Linked DNA regions of Mus musculus: all the other regions are linked to region 1. A link is a contact called in public HiChIP or PLAC-seq and promoter capture Hi-C data. All regions are on one chromosome and are shown on one strand. Each heading gives the region's core, a stretch centred on a gene start, on an enhancer-like site or on the middle of the called end of the contact. The rest is flanking DNA. Distances are from core to core; before and after follow the strand shown.

Region 1 (3,538 bases), core at 492-2,991:
TCCACATGTGATGTGACCACATGCCAGCTACTGGCTATTCTGTTCTTATTCCTATGTACTACGTGCCTGCCTCAGGTTTCTATTCCTGTGATAAAATACCAGGACAGAAAGCAACTTGAGAAGGAAGGGCTTATTTCAGACTACACTTCCACACCGCAGTCCATCATCAAAGAACTCAGGGAAGGAACCCGGAGGCGGGAACTGAAGCAGAAGTCATGGAGGAACACTGGCTTGCTCAGCATGCCCTCATCCCTTCTCCATGACCTCCCCGCCCAGTGGGGGCTCCGCCCACCGGGGGCCCCGCCCACATCAATCATCAAACAGAACAACACCCCTCCGGCTTGCCCACATCTTCTCCATGTGGTTCCTTCTTCTCAGATAACTCTAGTACAAACAAACAAACAAATAACAGCCGGAGAGTGCCTTATTAGACTACTAAGATTCCAGTTTGGCCTAATTGCCATTTCTTCTACATTGTTCGGCACAGGGCTGAAGACTTGGAAGACAACATTAAAAATATTTCCAACAGCTCTTAGTTTTCCAAGTCTCTTTGGATTTGGATAAACGGGTATGCACGAATAACAGAGAAAGCACTTAAGCTATTCACACTGTATGAGCTGCAGGAGTGTACTTCTGTACCTAAGGAAGATTCCATGCATAGCCCCCTGTGCCCTTGTGTATTCTAACCAACCCCGAGACAAACAAAAACAACAAACAAACCAGCCCCAAGGCCCAGGCTGGTTGGAGTTTTCATACAGCCTATACATCCTTCTAGTTCAACTAGGACCAAACACGCAAATGTCCTTGGCTGTGGATATCAGCGAGGCCCTCCAGGGCCTTGGGTCGGGCCTTTCTCTAATCAAGAAGATCTGAAAAGAACATCACATTCAGGCCACAGCATTTTTTTTTCTCATTGGTGGTTCCTCCCACCAGCTAGAGAAGACATTCAAAGGCTGCAAACTCTCCCAGTCATTGATTCTTAATAAATCATTTTATTTTTACAGAACTTTTCACCTTTTGTAGTTATTAAACCAGACTGGAGCATTTGGCTAGGAACTAATCCCCCCCTTACATAAAAAGGGGAGAATAAGAACTCCACGTTGAAATTGATACAGCTACCACAATGTAACTCCCAGGGCACTGTATTTTGTGCTTGAAAACTAAGTGAAACCCTACTTAAGACTCACCCTTTTCCTTAAATAACGAGGATTAACAGCCTTAACGAGGTAATAAATAATCAAGCCAACAGAACCCCACCCTGGAGCAAGCTCTGGGGTGGAACTTTCTTGTTTAAGTCAGGCTTGTGATCTGGGGAAAGTTGCTCGGGCCCTGTGGAAGGAGACAGGAACCTGACCAAAGAGATGACCCACTCTGAGCCCATCACTTGCCCACGGAGGAGCGGGAGAGCTGGGAGGAGGAGGGGAGGAGAAGTGGGAGGAGGGAGAGAAGGAGGAATAGAGAGGAGGAGGAGTCAGACAGGGAGGATCGAAGGGCCAGAGCCTGGTGTGGTGAGGAGCCTCGCCCTGCTCACCTGGGAAGGGCGCCATGCAGGGGCGGAGCCAGTCCCAGGTCACCTGGGCGGTGGCGGAACTGAGCAGTCCCGGGGCAGAGGCAGCGCGCCCCGCAATCGGCCTCACCTGCGTGGGGGGCGGGGCTGGCGCACCTGCGCGGGCGGGCGGGCTGGGGGCGGGGCCGGGGAGCAGCCGTCGAGCTGAGCAGGCGAGCGGAGGCGGGAGGCTCGCCGCTGATCCTGGGTTGAGAGTCGGCGGCCGCAGGCCCCGGCTGAGATCCCCGCCATGACCTGGAGCGCCACGGCGCGGGGCGCGCACCAGCCCGACAACACCGCCTTCACTCAGCAGCGCCTCCCCGCCTGGCAGCCGCTGCTGTCGGCGGGCATCGCGCTGCCGCTCTTCTTCTGCGCCGGCCTGGCGTTCATCGGCCTGGGCCTGGGCCTCTTCTACTCCTCCAACGGCATCAAGGAGCTGGAGTACGACTACACCGGCAACCCCGGCACCGGCGATTGCTCGGTGTGCGCCGCCAAGGGCCAGGGCCGCGCTCCGCCGCCCGGCTGCGCTTGCTCCTGGAGCTTTACGCTGCCCGAGCTCTTCCCGGGCCCCGTGTACCTCTACTACGAGCTGTCCAACTTCTACCAGAACAACCGGCGCTACGGCGTGTCCCGCGACGACGCGCAGCTCAGCGGCCTGGCCAGCGCGCTGCGCCACCCGGCCAACGAGTGCGCCCCCTACCAGTTCCGCTCCGACGGTCTGCCTATCGCACCGTGCGGCGCCATCGCCAACAGCCTCTTCAACGACTCCTTCTCGCTCTGGCACCAGCGCCAGCCCTCGGACCCCTTCGTCGAGGTGCCGCTCGATCGCACCGCCATCGCCTGGTGGACCGACTACCACGTCAAGTTCCGCAACCCGCCGCTGGTGAACGGCAGCCTGGCGCTGGCCTTCCGCGGCACGGCGCCGCCGCCCAACTGGCACCGGCCGGTTTATGAGCTCAGCCCGGATCCCAACAACACCGGCTTCATCAACCAGGACTTCGTGGTGTGGATGCGCACCGCGGCGCTGCCCACGTTCCGCAAGCTCTATGCGCGCATCCGCCAGGGCAACTACTCCGCCGGTCTGCCCCGGGGCACCTACCGTGTCAACATCACCTACAACTACCCGGTGCGCGCCTTCGGCGGCCACAAGCTCATCATTCTTAGCAACATCTCTTGGATGGGTGGCAAGAACCCTTTCCTGGGCATCGCCTACCTGGTCGTTGGCTCCCTCTGCATCGTCATGGGCTTTGTCATGCTGGTCGTCTACATTCGCTACCAGGACCAGGACGACGACGACAACGATGATGAGTGATCCTGCTTCCCAAGAAACCCTGCCTGCTTCTTGGCCAAGCCGCTTTTAGCGGTGGCCTTTGTTCCTAACACAACTTCAGGCCCACAGATCTGTTGTGGAAGATGGGCCTGGTGAAGGGAATTACCCGCCACGGGACTGTTCTCAGGTTCTGGACTGCAGAGTGACACATCTTGCCATTTTCCCCATCTTCTCCATGGCTTACCGACTTGACACGCCAGGTCCTTAAGATTCCTGGATTGGAACTCATTAAGACCAACAGCCAGGATCCCGATTTTGAGCCTAAACTTTTGTTCCTTCCTCTAGGCACACCTCCCTCCGCTTTCTGGGAGGGAGATATCAGATGGGGCGGGGAAGTGTTGGGATGGCAAATGATACCCGCTGATTGCCCGCAGAGGCACAGAGGAGCAGGGAAAGCATATTGGTTAAGATTTAAGTCGATGACGAGGCACCAGGCCCCTCAGGTTCTGACACAGTAAGGCCAGGATGAGCAAGCTTCTCTGGAATCCTTGTGCCCTTGAATTGGAATCTTGAGCCAGGTTGGGCCTGAAGTACTCACCTGAATTCAGTTTTACCTGTAATAATTTGTTCCCGTGAACGGTGGCAATCATAGTGCTCCTGTTTGGTCCTAAACACATAGGAAGGAAGCTGGCAATTTGTGGAATGAGCAAGAAAACTTGCTA
Region 2 (3,538 bases), core at 369-2,868, 710 kb after region 1:
CATAAATAAAAATTTAAAACATGTTTGTATCCTGTTATTTTTATCAACACTAGTTTGATAAACTATATTTTGCACACACTTAAAAATATGCTTAACTATTTAAATATTTGAAGTTCACCTGTATACTCCTGAGTAACTGCAGGCATAACTTTAACAATGGTAAAAAGGATTTTTAAAAGTCAGTGTTTTTTATGCATAACAAAGATTAAAGAAATATATAAATATATGATTCTAAAGTATATATTTATACCATATTATAAAGCATACAGGCTCATGACAGAGTTGACTCAAGTATTATTTTACGTCACAGGCCTTTAATCTCAGTACTGAGGAGATAGAGACAGCCAGGACTCTGTGAGTTTGAGGCTAGCCTGGTCTACAAAGTGATTTTCAGTACAGCCAGAGCTACTTAGTGAGACACTGTCTGGACAAAAAAAAAAAAAAAAAAAAGAAAGAAAAAAAAAAAAAAGCAAACAACGGTTTGGCTTGTGAGAGTGTGCTTATTCATTGTGGCTCTCTTTCCCAAGCACCCTTCAACAAGTACCTGGTGAAATACTTAGCCAGGGTGCCTCAGTGAACTGCTTGCTGTCAAGCCCAAAGCAAGGGAATCCGATGTGCAGAATTTTATTCTATGAGAATCAGTGGACAGGTTTCTCAGATCCCATGGCAAAGACAAGGAAGTCATTTCAATATGTCATTGGGAGTCAAAGATGGTAAGGAGGTAGCGAGGACTTAATGGGGAGGGGGCGTGTTACAGGTGGCAGGATGCATAGACTGTGGTGCTCATCATTCTTCAGATGACGAGGAGCTGAGAGGAGACTCTTGCCCGCCCTCAGTCATGCCGCCAGCAGGGAGTGCTCCGTGAAGAGCGTGTCACACACCTAGAACCTTCGCACAGATGGCAGCAATCTCTGTTCCTCTCTTTGGACAGCTCCCATCATTTGCAAGATAGCAGTGTGGCACCTTGATGCCTGTCCTATGTCTCTGATGCTCTTTGCAGCTCGATAATGACAGCAACGTATTGTTAGATCCGGCTCAGAGCCTTCAATTTTCTTTTGGCTCACCTGCCAAGCCAAACCCGACAGCCTGTCAGCCAAGAGGCTGCCCAGTATTATTTACTTGTATGATATTTCAACATTCCTGTTATGTAAAATAAATGTTAAAATGTATAGCTCTGAAAGTAACTCCCGTTATACTTTGTAAAATTTCACTATCTGCAAGAATCTCAGAATCCTAGAAAAAATAAGCCTTGGAACAGTTACCGATTCTTGATCTGTGTCTCGAAAAATTCCGGAAATGGTAGGAAATTCATTCATTTCACACAGCACCAGCACACAGGCCAGGTGAGGCTTCCTCCCGAGTGGCCATGAACTGGGCACTTAACCACCACGCCCTCCTGTAGTGGATACCTATTTGCCAAGGGGTATCACCTGTCCCCAGGAGCCCACGGCCACATCCGACCAGATCGGGGCGCAGGTGCAGCGAGGCGGTGACCTTGGAGAGACCGCGCCCTTCCTTTCTTGGCCCTGGCGATCTCCGGAGCCAGCCACCGCTGCCCTGAGCCCCGCAGGCGACACCCACGCCCGGCAGCCCCGCGCCGCGCCGCCGTCCAGGAGGATTTGTCAGCGCGCCCTATATAGCTGCAGACAGCTGCCATCTGTTATGTTTAGTAACACCACCCCGCGCCCCCTCCTCTGTGAACAAGCCGGCCTTGGCCATTCCGCCAAGAAGACAGTTTTAAAGGACGCTCAGTTGCAAGCAGGCTTCCCGCAGCGTGCTTTCTCTCTCGGCCTCCTGGGTGCTCCCGGTGCGGGGCTGAGCCCGGGCCTACAGGCAGGTGCTTACAGGAGCAGACACAAAGCTCCTCCCTTCCCTCCGTGGGTTCACTGGAGAGAAAAATCTGTGATGTGTGCACCATTTTAATGCATCGCATTTCAGTTCTGCAAATGCGAAGTGTAAATTGGGCTACAGTACGATGGTGAATCAGACCGGCCGTCATGATTAATTTATCACCGTGCTCCAGATATATCAGCTAAAATAATGTGAATTTAAAGCATCGCTTCCTCCTGCCTTTGTGCTTGCTGGCAAACGCGCGAAGGGCAGATCACTAGAGGAAAAAAAAATAATAAAATAAAATAAAATAAAATAAATTCACTCTCTTCTTGTAGCTTGGCAGAGCATGGACACAACTGAACACTTGAAAGCAGGCTCCTTCCACCGCTTAAAGCTGAATTTGTTAACTCAGGGTTTGTTTTGATTTTAATTAGTATGTGCCATGTCTCTCTTCTTCAGCCACACACCCTGAACTTCTGATTAACATTAATGTGAAGAAGTAAGCATTTTCCCTAATCAGGGAACCTCTGGGGTTTTTTGTTTTTGTTTTTGTTTGTTTGGTTGTTTGGTTTTTTCGAGACAGGGTTTCTCTGTATACCTGGCTGTCCTGGAACTCACTTTGTAGACCAGGCTGGCCTCGAACTCAGAAATCCACCTGCCTCTGCCCCCCAAGTGCTGGGATTAAAGGTGTGCGCCACCACACCCGGCTAGAACCGCTCGTTTTAAACTGCCTGATATCTGACATCACCCAGGACCTTGCTACTCAGGGCGACCCATGGAGACACTGCACAAGCATCGATTCTGAGACCTCAGGAAATGTGGCCTCTCAGACCTATATAGCTCAGACACAGCAAATGGAACAGAGGCTCATTCTAGACACCCTGCAGCCCCTGTGTTTTTAAATTTTGTTTCGATTTTAGAGAGAGGGTCTCAGTCTATAACATAGACTGGCCTCCTGGAACTCAGTAGGTAGCTCAAGCTGACCTTGAACCCAAGGTATTGCTCCCACCTCAGCCTTCCAAGCACAGGGATTGCAGGTATGAGCCACCACTCCTGAGTGAGACAGTTTAAAGTTTGAGAGGAATTCTTCTAGGTGTCAAAGCCACAGACCTCCAGCCAGGCCCCTCGGAGTGCTGTGAAAGCAATCCAGGTCATTTTTGGGTGGGACAGTCAATCTCTAAAGCCTGAGGCTCAGATGACTTTTATGTTCATGACATCACCCGAGTCTATTGAATCAACTGAACTGTCTCACAGTACAGAAGAGGCTTATCTGTTCAGTCACCCACGAGTTACAGATGCAAGAAAGCTTATTAATCGCAGTGTCTGCTTGCATAACAGCGCATCTAGTGCTCCAATTAGGAGGCTCAGCTTAGAGGAAGATTTCCTCTTTATGTAACATGCACGTTCATCCTTGGATTCCCGGCATGAGCAAGCCTCTTGCTGGCTATCAAAGCCATTCAAGTGACTTTATGAAGACAGTACCTCTCATTCAGAAGGATACAAAAGGCCGTTATGAAGACGTTCAGTGTTGTTGAGGGCTATTCTAGAGGACACTGTCTGACTCTCGGTTTGTCAATTAGAGGAAGGGGAAAACCTTGACAGAGTTCTGAAGAAACTCTTAACAGTCACCTGAAAATTCAAAACTGCATCTTTCAGAAACTGGTCTCCTGTTGTTCATCAAGCCTGCAGTGCTTGGACGTCGGGA
Region 3 (3,538 bases), core at 630-3,129, 630 kb after region 1:
AAGTGCTGGAATTACAGACGTGTGCCACCACTGCCCAGCTATGTTGTTTTTTATAAGAAAAAAAAAAAAAAGAAGTTGCAATAATAGAGGGCAGCTCAGAGGTGGCTGAGGATTAGGGGAGATAGGAGATGGGGGGGGTGGAGTTTTAATCAGAGGGCATGTAATTTCAGTGAGGCAGGATGAAAAAATTCTGGAAAACTAGTATGCACCATGGTGACCATAGTCAATACTGTATTTTGTACTTGACACCTGGTAAGACAGTAGGTCTTAAGTGACCTCACCAACTACACAAATGATCATTGTATGAGGTGGTGGGTATGCTCATAAATTGATTTCTTTTCAGTCTTTCCTAATTATTATGGCTTGTGCATACTTTGGATGGCTTCCCTCAAGGCTTCCGGTGCTGGAATTTAATCCCCATTTTGAGATATTAAGGCAGTAGGCATTTACCCTAACTCTAGTGTTCAGAAGTGGGGACTTTGGGGCGAGATTAGAATTAGATATAGTCACTAGAATGGGACCTTCATAACTGAATGTTGATAGATTGTAAAAAGAAGATGAGGGACCAGAAGAGACCCAGTACACATGGTTGATTGATATCTTGTGGTGTGATGCCTTGCACTGCGTTGGGACTTTATTGCCGAAAGAGTTATCACCAGATGTGGCCCCTCAGCCTTGGACCTCAGGAAGTATGAGCCAAAACACATGTCATTAGAACAAAGTTAGTAGTCCGTAGATTTTAGCAATAGACAGCGAATACATTAATGCGTTCAAGTTTCTATGTTACACACTGTAAATATATTCAAATTTGTATCTATATACAAATTGTAAATATATACAAATAAATTGTAAGTTACACTTTGGTAAACCTGGAAAAATAGATTCTCACATACACAGAAAAAAGAATAAAATTTCTAAACTCTTATATCATCAAAACTTATTAGCCTTGATGGTTTGGTATCATTAATACCAGTGAGTAATATAACGGGTTATAATAAAATTGATTATGTGTGTGTGTGCGTAATTTGAGAGATTTGAGAAAAATGCTGGATGCTTTTTTTTTAATTTAATTAATTTATGACAACACTTGTTGAGATGAGTTAGGATGATAATAGTACCATTTCCATTAGAAACATAGAACTGAGAAATGGCATAGCTCAATCAGTTCAGTCCCCATTACTAGTCGATTAAAAAATAAAAATAGACCCAATTTAGGGAATTTTTTTTTTCCTTCTGTATGTTCGCTTTGGATACACAAAGTTCAAATGCATAAATTACCTAGGGACAGTAGTTTTAAAAAGAAATTTTGTTTTTCTTGTGTTAATGTCCATTTTAGTGCTGATTTTCAAGCCATTTTGTTAGTGAGGCGAGGGTAGTGTTTGAAGAAAACTAGCCTGAAGAAAGCCGTTCCTGCCGGGCGTGGTTGCGCACACCTTTGATTCCAGCACTTGGGAGGCAGAGGCAGGCAGATCTCTAAATTCGAGGCCAGCCTGGTCTACAGAGTGAGTTCCAGGACAGCCAGGGCTACACAGAGAAACCCTGTCTCGAAAAACCAAAAAAGACAAAAGAAAAAAGAACGCCAGCCGTTTCTTCTGGCACCGCTTTCTGCATCCAGCACCCATTTTGGGATTTTTTTGACCGCTCCACCTGGGGGAGCGCCCCCCCCCCACCCCGCGTCAATGTGATCTCGCGAGAACTGTGGCCTACCACGTGGTGCGCGGGGTCTCTCAAGGCCCCAGCCAAAGGGCTTAGACTCTTAAACCTCAGAAGGTCTGGTGGTGTTCCCAGAACCCCGCCCTGGGGACCCGGGGACCAGCGGATGTCCGGGGACCCGTGGGGACCCGTAGGGACCTGTTAGGTGGGCCGGGGAGGGGAGGGGACGCTGGTGGAAGAGCGGTCTGAGGAGAAAGCTGCGGGTCTGAGGAGGAGGCAGCAGGTCTGAGGAGAGGGCAGCGGGTCTGAGGAGGAGGCAGCGGGTCTGAGGAGAAGGCGGCGGGTCTGAGGAGAAGGCGGCGGGTCTGAGGAGGAGGCAGCGGGTCTGAGGAGAGGGCGGCGGGTCTGAGGAGAGGGCGGCGGGTCTGAGGAGGAGGCAGCGGGTCTGAGGAGGAGGCAGCGGGTCTGAGGAGAGGGCAGCGGGTCTGAGGAGAAGGCAGCAGGTCTGAAGAGGCCGCCGCGCTCCACAGAGCCACGTGCCAGGGCCTGGCGCCAGGGACCAGGGCCTCCGCTGAGGGGAGCATCTGCGGAAGGGGCCATGCCCTTGGGCGGATTCCTGGCATGAATGCAGGAGTGGGGATGCGAAACCAGCCTGGGGCGGGCGGGGCTAGGACTGAGAGCTGTGGAAAACCTTAAAAAGCAAAAGAAAACAAAACACATGGCGGTCACTCGTCAACTTACACCATTTCTCTAGAGCCCCTTCCACGAAGGGCGCTAAGAGTTCCCCTACAGTTGACGCATAAGTTTTGGAATAGATCATAAGAAATCTAGATGTCTGGGTTCTAGTCGTTCAAAAACTCAACAGCAGTCACGAAGGAAAACTTCTAGAACTTTCCGTCTTGCGGAGCCCTTTGGGTATCCACTCAGTTGTTTATCTGGGCTCTGGAAGCGCTGGCTGGGAATTCAGCAGCTAATTGGAAGAGACTCCCTTCTCACCATGTCTTAATCCACTTACATTTTCCTTTTAAGAATGCTATACTAGAAAGGTTCTTACTTTATGTATGCTCTTTTATATATGGCTTCTGAAAGTTTTATTATTTATTTTACACAGTGTCCAAGATGAATGATAATCTGTTTGTCAGTTTGGACAGGCTTTTGTTGGAATTTGGTAGGTATAAAATGAAAATAAAGAAGAAATAGTAATTTGTATTAACATTTGACATTTAACCATGAAGAAAAATCTCAAATGTTTATTTTTAGTTTTCCAGTATGAGCAAGACATAAGTATTAAAGAAGATACGATTCAAAGAATTAATAGTAAGTAGTTTTGCATGAAATAAATATTTTAGTCTTTTGGTTTTATCTTATATAGCATAGTGCATAATTAAACTGCTTAGGGCAACTTGTATGTATGAGAGGGGGGTCTTTCTTTTGAGTAATGATGAGCTATTTATTTTAGGAGTGAATAATTGAAACAGTATTATAACAATGTTTGTATTCAACATCATTTTGTAAAGAATTTCTCAGAAATAGTCCCTTACATAAGCTCTTTTACCTTTCAAGTAAGAGTCATTTCAAATATTGGAATTTTTTTTTTCTAGAAATAATAAAAATCAGAGGTTGGCAAGTGGCACATTATCAGGAAGAATGATTCTTAAAAATAATAAGTAAAATAGCAGGGTAAATTAAATAAAATGGTTCAGTTCTAATTTTAGTTTTGAAAACAGAACTGTTAACTTTTTAGTATTAGTATTCTTTAGTATTATTATTAGTGTTCCTTAGTATTCTAAAAATGTTATTCTTCTGAAATCAAAAAGAAAATAATATATTAATAAATTATTTCAGAGATAGAGAGATGGTTCGGTAAGTAAAAGCACTTGTTGCT
Region 4 (3,538 bases), core at 653-3,152, 610 kb after region 1:
CTCACTGTCGCTGGATGTGATGGAGATGGCCGAAGTGGCCGCCTTGCTCGACAGACTGGCAGCCGGGCTGGAGGCGACGCCCAACACCTCAGGCGTTCCCTCACCCTCCGAGCGTAGCACCCGCCCGGGGCCCTGCGACAGAACCTGCTGCTGGAGTCTGGAGGGTTGGGGAGAAAGGGACACTGGTCACAGCAAGAAATCAAGCCGCCACATTGTACCCCTTTTCTCCGACCCGTCTACCTCCAGCTCCTTGTTAAGACTCTTATTCAGACCTTGACAAGCTGGGGAAGGTGAAGTGACCGGGTTTGGACCGATGCACCACAGCTCTTTCGCGGAATCCTGCCGTTGCCCCTCTCTGTCTGTCTGTATGTCTGTCTCCTTGTTTCTCAGCTCACTATGAATTCCGCCTTAGCCTCCCCAGATCTTTCTCATTTGTCACCCAAATGTTGGGAGATTTACTGGAGGATTGTCAGAAATCCTCCAGCGCAAAGCGGGACAGATAAGGCTTCAGGATACGAGATTCCTTTTCTAATACTACATCTCCCTATGGGTCATGCCTGAGGCTAGAGGATGCTTGAAGAGTTTGGGCCTGAGTTGCAAGCTCCAAAAGCTGGCGAATGAAAAGCATAGGCCGACTAGCTTGCTGGGTGGAGACAGGATAGTTGTCATGAGGAAACACGTCTTTCTGCCTCTTAGAATCTGAGACTCTCTGAAAACTGAAACCTTTTTCAGAGCATCAGGGAAGGATGCAGCCGGGATTTAAAAATAGAGCTAACTAAATAGGCTTCACTTGATGAGAGCCTGGGTCCATGCTAGTAAAAATTAGCTTTGGGCCTCTGGATTTCTGATTGATCCTGGGCTTTTAATCTTTCTCCCTCCCTCCGCCCCCGTTTCCCTAACTACAGCGACATTTTAGTTTGGTGACCCACATCAGCTGCTGCAGTGACCCCCAAAACCCCAAGAACCAGGGGGGGGGGACGGTGGGGAACCAGGAGCCTGCATAGGAATCTAGAACACAGTGGGCTCATAAACCCAAGACAGACTGCATTCCCAGCTCCCTTTGAATTTGGGTCCCTGGACACCAGGTAAGGGCCAAGAATGCCTCCTCCCGCCCCATCCCGGTGTGCACCAAGCCTAGAGGCCTGCTGGTACTGACCTGTTTTTGGCTGCAGCTGCCCGGTCTCTTTGTCTGCGGTTTTTGAACCAGTTGCCCACCTGTGTGGGGGTCAGTCCGGTTGCCTGGGCGAGCTCTCGCTTTTTGCTGGGGTTGGGATATGGGTCCTGAAGGTACCACTCTCGAAGCAGGTGCCGCGTGCGCTCCTTGAAGCAGTGAGTCTTCTGTTCGCCATCCCAAATGGTCCGCGGCAGCGGGAACTTCTTCCTTACTCGGTACTTGTCTACTGGCCCTAGGGGCCGTCCACGCAGCTTCTCTGCCTCCTGGTAATGCGCTTCGAGCCACAGCGCCTGCAGCTTGGCGTGCGATTCCTTAGTAAACTTATGATTTTCCAGGATATGATAAAGCTCGCGGTAGTTGCCACCGTGGAAAGCCACGATGGCTCTCGCTCGCAGCACCGACTCATTCTTGTTAAGGGCTTCACAAGCTGCTGGGGCCACGGGCAGCGACCATAGGAAGCGACCTAGGCGCTCCACGTCGCCGCTTTCCTCCAGGGTCTCACATACCCCGGCTACTTGCTGGGGGCTGAAATTCAAAATGGGCAGCTGGAACATCGAGGCTGCGCGGGCGCCCCGGGTGGGACACGCAGCAGATGCCCGCGGGCCGAGCGGGGTGCGGCTGGGGGTTACAGAGTCGGGGGGAGCCTTCCCGCCTGGAAGAGCTGTGGGTTGGGTTCGGCTGCGCTTGCTCAGCTAGGAAAAGCCAGCCAGCTAGACCGTGCCGCTACTGGGGTGGGCGGATTGGAGACGCGGGCGCCATGGAGACCCCCTGTCAGTCACTAGGCTGCTCTGCCAATCAAGGCTGCGACTAGAGCGCCCCGGTCGTTTCAGCACCTCCCCAGAATCGACAGCGCCCACGGTTTGCCGGGGAGACTGCTGAACCTGAAGAATGAAAAAAGAGGTAGGAGTGGCTGGAACGCACACGAAATCCGCAGCGTCTCACCCTCCGGGCTCCCCCTGTCCAGCCCCTCCCTCTTGTTTTCCCACCAGAGAGGTAGGATGCTGCAGGAATTCACTTTGGGAGCGATGCTATGCCGGGGTCGAAAGGACTCCAGAGGACAAAAGAGGACTGGGAGAAACAAACCCTTTGAGAAAGTTTAAACATAGGGAAGCGACAACCCCCCACCCCCGGGAAGAGCATGCACCAAAGGGACAGGGAGGGGAAGTGGATCCTCTCATTTTTTTTTTCCCCAGGCACCCATTCCTGCCTGTCTGCCGCTTACCATTTCCAGCTGCATAGGAAGCAAGCCGGGAACAGAAGGAACAGAACCACAGATCTGTAGTAGAGGTCAGTTTGGACTCTAACTTTGCTCCCTTCAAAGGTCCCTGGAACTGTTTTATATGGCGGCAAGGACACACAGACACACACAGACACACACAGACACACACACACACACACACACCATTTGACAACTAGGTGCTAATCACGGAGTCTAACTCCAAGAAATGCAAGCTGTAGGGGCTTCTGACTAAATAAAGTTATCCTTCATAGACCCCCTCTCTCCAGTTCAGTGGACTTGAACAAATGGGCAGCAGCCACATCTAGAGTGAGAAGCCATTCTTAGGTCAAGACAGCAACTTAAAAGCCTACTTCAAAGATCCTTTAAAAACAGATTTGATTCTCTCATGGCAGGCTGATTTTGCCTCTGTCTAGAACTTACAACTCCTGGGGCGGACATAGAAACCGTGTGGTTTTTTTTTTTTTTTTTTTTTTTTTTTTTTTTTTTTTTTTTTTTTTTTTAGATCAGAAGTGCCAGCAAGATAAAGTGCAGGCTGCATCCCACAATGCCGTGCAGTTAAGGTGGCAAGGTAGATTGGTCAGAGCCACGGGTCACTGACCCCTCCTGCAGAGAGCATGGGCCTTTTTTGGCACTCTGCCTTCTGGCCAATAGATTGAATTGGCAACATTTATTGATTCCCAATTGACATCCACATCATACCGCTTTCTGGGGCTTCCGTCGAGGAAACCACGATCTCATGTAGCCATGGACGGGGCTTATTAGTTGGTAGAAAGGAAACACTGGGTATAGGTGCCCCCCCCCGCCCCCCCCCCAAAAAAAATCAGACGACAAGGTTCATCCCTGAATTGGACTGGGGCTAGCTGTCTTTTCTTTAGTATCAAGTACACGTTGTATGCGGCTTGTACAGATTGAGTAAATCAGAAGGCAGATAGATAGCACAGATGGTTGGATGTGTCGGGTCAGATCACACCACGCCTGAGTGCAGGGTAAAGCTCGTTCTGACGGAAAACCCTGATATTATTTTCACAGATCTTCACAGTTCGCGGGGGGGGGGGGGGTAGCAGAGGGAAAGGGGTGGGGGGTGGGGGGGAAACCCTGCAACCATTCCTATCATTTCTGTGAGA

The links. Promoter capture Hi-C pulls out the DNA fragments that hold promoters and counts their contacts. HiChIP or PLAC-seq counts read pairs in DNA pulled down with a chosen protein or histone mark.
Region 2: an H3K4me3 HiChIP or PLAC-seq map of forebrain shows a contact between it and region 1, with 6 times the contacts expected there. The contact joins the enhancer-like site here to the promoter of Tmem30b in region 1. A contact is called at or near these places in 16 of 39 promoter capture datasets (the 3T3-L1 cell line, 3T3-L1-derived adipocytes, the C10 cell line and 11 more), 1 of 15 datasets of contacts at CTCF or cohesin (the NIH/3T3 cell line), 47 of 484 Hi-C or Micro-C datasets (the 3T3-L1 cell line, 3T3-L1-derived adipocytes, the C2C12 cell line and 27 more), 23 of 115 datasets of contacts at active chromatin or transcription factors (T-cell acute lymphoblastic leukemia, acute myeloid leukemia, bone marrow-derived dendritic cells and 16 more) and 1 of 9 other capture datasets (embryonic stem cells).
Region 3: a contact with region 1 is called in an H3K4me3 HiChIP or PLAC-seq map of stem cell-derived neural progenitor cells, with 4 times the contacts expected there. The contact joins the promoter of 4930447C04Rik here to the promoter of Tmem30b in region 1. A contact is called at or near these places in 1 of 39 promoter capture datasets (hippocampal neurons), 1 of 484 Hi-C or Micro-C datasets (cortical neurons) and 7 of 115 datasets of contacts at active chromatin or transcription factors (craniofacial prominence, embryonic limb bud, embryonic stem cells and 3 more).
Region 4: a promoter capture Hi-C map of second pharyngeal arch cranial neural crest shows a contact between it and region 1, with 7 times the contacts expected there. The contact joins the promoter of Six6 here to the promoter of Tmem30b in region 1. A contact is called at or near these places in 9 of 39 promoter capture datasets (the 3T3-L1 cell line, cranial neural crest, embryonic stem cells and 6 more), 2 of 484 Hi-C or Micro-C datasets (embryonic stem cells and nephron progenitors), 13 of 115 datasets of contacts at active chromatin or transcription factors (bone marrow-derived macrophages, craniofacial prominence, embryonic basal ganglia and 6 more) and 3 of 9 other capture datasets (adipose tissue, embryonic stem cells and macrophages).

What each region holds. Positions count from the first base shown.
Region 1 is chr12:73,544,598-73,548,135 of GRCm38.p6, reverse strand. It overlaps Tmem30b (transmembrane protein 30B), which reads left to right and starts at 1,741. Exons shown (of 1, transcript NM_178715.3): 1 at 1,741-3,538. The coding sequence starts at 1,797. The coding sequence ends at 2,858.
Region 2 is chr12:72,830,126-72,833,663 of GRCm38.p6, reverse strand. No RefSeq gene overlaps it. Among named protein-coding and RNA genes, the nearest start is that of Gm40441, 13 kb to the left of the region's middle. Within about 2 kb of position 1,618, at least 66 of the 459 cell types and tissues checked have an H3K27ac peak or open chromatin away from gene starts, as enhancers often do. A contact at or near this core is called in cerebellar granule neurons, cerebral cortex, cortical neurons and 5 more, where this site is marked.
Region 3 is chr12:72,916,106-72,919,643 of GRCm38.p6, reverse strand. 4930447C04Rik (RIKEN cDNA 4930447C04 gene) reads left to right here and starts at 1,879. Exons shown (of 18, transcript NM_029444.2): 1 at 1,879-1,936; 2 at 2,765-2,821; 3 at 2,914-2,970. The coding sequence starts at 2,773.
Region 4 is chr12:72,938,246-72,941,783 of GRCm38.p6, reverse strand. It overlaps Six6 (sine oculis-related homeobox 6), which reads right to left and starts at 1,902. Exons shown (of 2, transcript NM_011384.5): 1 at 1,157-1,902; 2 at 1-157. The coding sequence starts at 1,728.